Linked DNA regions of Hordeum vulgare: region 2 is linked to region 1. Evidence: chromatin contacts called from public Hi-C data. All regions are on one chromosome and are shown on one strand. Each heading gives the region's core, a stretch centred on a gene start, on an enhancer-like site or on the middle of the called end of the contact. The rest is flanking DNA. Distances are from core to core; before and after follow the strand shown.

Region 1 (2,681 bases), core at 78-2,577:
TACTCATCCTCCACTGCCCGATGATAACCCTTTACGATGATGGGAAAAAGAAATATATTGTCAGTCTATCGCAAATGAAATGGCTATAGTTCCTCCTCAAATTAATTAACCATACATGTTCATGATCATAACAGAATATCAAGCAAACCATGATTCCAGCTGCTTCTACAGATGATAGATGCAGAAACAAAAGTACTACAATGAACTTAGAAACATAAATTATATTAGACTGATATATACACTGTCAGTCTATCACAGATGAAATGGCTATAGTTCCTCTCCTCCTCCTCAAATGAATTAACCATACATTGATACATGTTCATGATCATAACAGAATATCGAGAAAACCATGATTCCAGCTGCTTCTACAGATGATAGACGCGGAAACAAAAGTACAACAATGGACTTAGAAGCTTAAATTACATTAGTCTCATATATAGGGAAAGGAATGCACTGACAGTTATCACATATGAAATGGCTATAGTTCAACCTTTTCAAATGAATTGAGCATACATGTTCATGATCATAACAGAATATCCAGCAAACTATGATTCCAGCTGCTTCTACAGATGATAGATGCAGAAACAGTAGTAGTTAAATGGAGTTAAAGGCTTGGATTATTACATTGGTCTCATACTCGTAGCGGCTCATTTGCGCCAGTGATCCCGTCGCGTCGGCGTCGCAGTTCCTGAATCAAAGCCAGCAATCCGCATGAGTTTCCAATACGGCGCCACGAATATTTTCACGGAGCGTGCAAGTCTTCGCGAAAAAAACATCCAGCCGGGACCAGAGCACCGAAATACGCGCCAGGAAAGCAGCAATCGGCCCCCGAAATCCCGCTGTCGAGGGCCAGACCACGTGGCCTAGAGCTAATCGCGCGAGCCCCACCCCGAAACGCGAAGAAACGAGCGGCCCCATCTAGGGTTTCCGCAGGCAGGGAAACGCAAATCTGGGACGACGCCGCCGCCGCGGAAGACGACACTCCCCCATCGAACCGGCCCAAATTCGCGGCGTCGGGCACGGGTGCTCACCTCGGCGCGCAGAGAATCGCGTCCTCCGGGGCCGGCGGGGGTATGCGCGGGGCGGATTCGTCCCGGCGAGATTCCGCGCGACCGCGGCTGGATCAGAGGAGGGGCGCCGCGAGAGAAGTCGTCGCGGGAGGCCGTGGGGCGGAGGGCGAGCGCGGGGCCGACGGGAGCCGGTCGGAGCCCGGCTCGCGGTCGCGGGACGCGGGGGGGAGGCCGGCGGGGAGGAGGAGTCGCCGGCGCGGGCGCGGGGAGGCTTTAGGGGCTGCTTCGTTGGGTCGGGAATGTGGAGCAGCGAGGCCGCGAGAGGGGAATGGGTCGGAGGCCGGGCGGTTTATAAATAGGCGCGTGCGTGCGTTTCCGCGAGGTAAGAAACTGACATGACGTGACGTCTTGCTTGCTTGGGGCTGGCTGGATGGATAGATGTCTCTGGAAAGAGTCTGCGGGTCTGGTGGGCCTTCCTCTCTTCTTTGAGAGTTGCTGGCCATACGACTATCGCCGCCTAGCGTTGGAGGCCCATCTTTCTTTCTACTTTTGCCTGCCGCCAAGTGCTCTCCGTAGGAAAACCCTATTTGGTAGGCCGAACGCACAGGCGCGCGACAAAGTGGGCGAGCCCATCTCCCTCTACAGCAGTTCTGGTTTTGCTTCTTTTTTTTGTCCTTTTTTCTGTTTCGTTTCTTTTCTTTTTTCTGTTTCTGTTTCTTTTCTTTTCCTTTTTTTTCTAAGGTTATTTTTATTAAACTAAGTTCATCTTTGAGAATTGTTTTTGAAATTCAGAAACTTTTCGTGCTTTAAAAAATGGGAAAGTCTTATGTCCCACCGACTGATCCGGTGGATCTATCATCCGTGTCCTTGTCCGTCGATCTGGCATCCATCTGACGGACCAGATCGTGCCCGCATCCATCGGAGAAACGACCTAGCTGACCGTTTTCCTGAAACTGGAGCGTAGTTTCAGGAAACTGTCCGAAGTTGCACGATCTGTTTGAGAGGAGCGGGCGACTACTGGATCTGGGGGAGGGTGGCGGCTCTCGATAGACGACGGCGCGGCCGGGGCTCGCCGTGACGACGACTACGCCTTCGGTAGCGGCGCGGCCGGGGCTCGCCGTGACGACGACTACTCCTTCGGTAGCGGCGGCGGCCAGTACCACCCCAAGCAGGTACGCCCGTCCCCTTTTCCCCTCGCGAGCTGCAGGAATGGAATCAGGCGCCGCACCTCGGCCCCCTGGCGAGCTGCGGGAGCTGGTGCTTGTGTTGTAGCGTGTAGCAGTCGAGCTAGTCGACCACGTCGTCGTCGGCCTAGAGCAGCTCCTTGATGGCTGTGAGGGATCTGGCCAGCGCCCTGTTTCTGTTTCAGACATGGCGTTGACGGTAGAGACGACCCCGTCGACTTGCTCGACATCGTCCCTGAGCCCCTCCACCTCGCTGTCGAGCCCTATTTTTGCGAATCCTCAGATGGTGAATCACTGCAGTTTAGGATCTAGGTAGCGTTCTAGATTGTAGAACAGAGAGCTCTGTTGTCTCCAGTTTAAAATGATTTATCATGTTTCCCAATCAGTCATATGAACAAAGTGTTGAGCTCTGTTGTTCTGGGTAGCAGTCAGTCTAGTAGTAGGGCATCTAACATGCAGCTTGGTTGTGGTGTAGGATTATCTAACA
Region 2 (2,681 bases), core at 117-2,616, 640 kb before region 1:
ATGTCCACTATGACAGTAGTCTTTTCAGAGTTTGGGCATTCAGTCAAGTTCTCAGTTAGATGTTCTTCCTCAATTATTATTGTAAAATATATTTGCAAGATGCGCAAACTTACTCCTTGCGCTTCCAGATGCTCAGCTTGCCATCAGCATGCGTGCAATAGAGCAGGTCAAGATCAGTATCGGCCATAACATCCGAGAACTTGCCGAACCCCCTTGGCAATGAAGCAACAGAGAGCGCAATGCTGTAGTTAAGATCAAAGACGACGAGCTCACGAGGGTATATGGCGTATAGGATGTTTCTCCACAGTGGGGAGAAGCACAGCCTCGCCGCAAAGAGCGGGAAAGCTGCGAGCGCCGGGGCTGGCGCGGGCGCTGATATCTCCTTCTCCAGCCTCTGCAGCTCGGCCACGTCCCCGGCGCCGCAAACGATCCGGTGCTCCTTCAACGAGATGTCGGAGTCATGTCGTGGCACAGCGGAGAGGAGGAAGCCCTTGAGACCGAGCGCGCAGAGGTGGCGGTCGTCGAAGGGGTCCCGGCGGAGGCAGGAGAGGTACTCGGGCGAGGCGTCGAACATCCAGAGCACACGGGGGTTGTTGCTGGTCTCCCAGATGCAGAGCAGCGAGGGCCCGTGGATGGAGGCGAGGAGCCAGCCGGAGGCGTGGTGGATCCAGCAGAGGTCCTGGACGCCCCCGCTGGTGCCGGGCGCGACGCTGCGGGACTCGTCGAGGCTGAGCAGGTGCAGCACGGCGCGCGCGCGGGCGTCCCAGACGGCGACGCGGCCGTGGCGGTCGCCGGCGGCGAGGCGGAGCGGGCGGTGATCGTCCTCGGCGCCGGCGGCGTCGTCGGCTGCGGCGAGTGGGGGCGCGCTGGCCGTGGGCGCCCAGCGCACGGCGGTGACGAAGGAGGCGGGCGAGGAGGCGGAGGAGGAGGGCATGGGGAGGACGCAGAGGAGCTGCATGGAGCGCGGGTCGGAGACGACGACGCTGCTGCCGGCGCCGTGCGCGAGGAGGCCCGAGGTGCTGAGGTCGATGCAGCCGCCGTTGCTGCGGCTGGCGGGGCCCGGGAGCATCGTCGACGTGGCGCTGCCGCCGCCGCCGGCCGCATTGCCGCGCGATCGCACCGACGGGGAGGCGGGCGGCGCGGCCATCATCGCCCGGGGCTGGTCAGGGCGAGGCGACGATTCTCTCTCTCTCTCTCTCTCTCTCAGATCTCGCCGCGGAGCACCATGTGGGATTGAGATTTGAGAATTGAAGGAGGGTCGATGTCGATCTGCCCCGTGCGCGCTGCGTGGGAGGAGACCGGGAAGGAAGACTGGTGCGGCCTGTCGGGTCAAGGGGGCTGAACGAGATCTGGTCCGTCGCAAATGAGTCGGTGCTTTGAGATTTGCGTATGCCCTCACAGGCGCAAAGAGATGGTATACCGCGTGTGGGACCCATAAGCTTCTTCGTCCTGGTGTAGTTGGTGGCTCAAGGGCCACAATGGCTGCAACTAGACGGCCCGAGGACCACAATGTCGGCGGTCCGGACATGAACACGGCAATCGAGAAGGATTTAGACCCTTTCCATGCTTTCCATGTCGAGTGATAGCGAAGAGATTAGTAAGAAACATGAACAAATATCCACGGTTGATGGATTTCGGACAGAAGGAGATAAAGGATGTCAAAATGTAAATAAGTATGGTCATGGCAAAGGAGAAGGGTGAAAGGCACGTTGGTTGAATCGGGACCTCCTATGTCGCGCTTTAGGCCCTACTAGGGGAACGGGTGCCTGCAGCGACCTTTTCGTGAGCCGGTCCATATTAAATTTGTTGGTTTTTTTAAAAATCGAAAAAAGTTCACACAATTTGTAAAAGTTCAGATTTGCGACAAAAATTCAATGATTATGAAAAAAAGTTCACGGATTTTTGGAAATATGTTCATGAATTTTCAAGAAGTTCACAGAATTCGAAAAAAAACACCATCAATTTTGAAAAAAGTCCATCAATTTATAAAAATAGTTCACTGATTTCGAAAAAAGTTCATGAATTTTAAATTATGTTCCTCAATTTTCAAAAAAGTTGATCGATTTCAAAAAAAAGTTCAACGATTTTCAAAAAAGTTCATCAATTTCAAAAAAAGTTCACGGGCTAAAAAAGATCATAAAGAATTTCTAAATGGGATGGCTCATTACGGAGCGCTGCAGGCGCTGGTTAGCATATTTTGCCTTTAACCGACGCCTGTAGCGCTAAATAGGGTTTGCCAGTAGAATCCATCAATAGAGTAGAAGGTGATGCCACCTTAGCGGTACCTAATAGATACATTGGTACATTGCAAATAAGGTTGTTCAAGCCCAATAATGTGATCTCGCATTATGTTAGACATGCAATGACTTTATTTTAAAACAACTTATTTTATACAACTTGAAAAGGATGTCAGCTAGCATTTGTTGCACTGCCACACAAGCAAGGTGCACTAATTTATTTTGTATGTGGAACGTACCTAAGTCGGCAATATGTGATTATGTTAACAGACGGTTTTCATAGTCCATGTGGTGCTAGATCTTTCTTTGGTCGAATAATGATGCAATAAAAACATGAACTTCTTTCCATTATGTGAGGTCACTCCTTCAAATCCATATGGATCAAGCAACCATTACATGGGAGTGCCAGGTGTAGACAATGGATAAGTGAGTGAGGGTGAAACG

What was found. A called contact is a pair of places that touch in the nucleus more often than the background predicts.
Region 2: a Hi-C map of leaf shows a contact between it and region 1, with 2.9 times the contacts expected there. The contact joins the promoter of LOC123400952 here to the promoter of LOC123401336 in region 1. A contact is called at or near these places in 2 of 6 Hi-C or Micro-C datasets (leaf and seedling).

Annotation. Positions count from the first base shown.
Region 1 is chr6H:46,796,218-46,798,898 of MorexV3_pseudomolecules_assembly, reverse strand. It overlaps LOC123401336 (trichohyalin), which reads right to left and starts at 1,327. Exons shown (of 10, transcript XM_045095120.1): 1 at 1,032-1,327; 2 at 625-688; 3 at 1-29. The coding sequence starts at 651.
Region 2 is chr6H:47,437,833-47,440,513 of MorexV3_pseudomolecules_assembly, reverse strand. LOC123400952 (WD repeat-containing protein 11-like) reads right to left here and starts at 1,366. Exons shown (of 21, transcript XM_045094667.1): 1 at 114-1,366. The coding sequence starts at 1,150.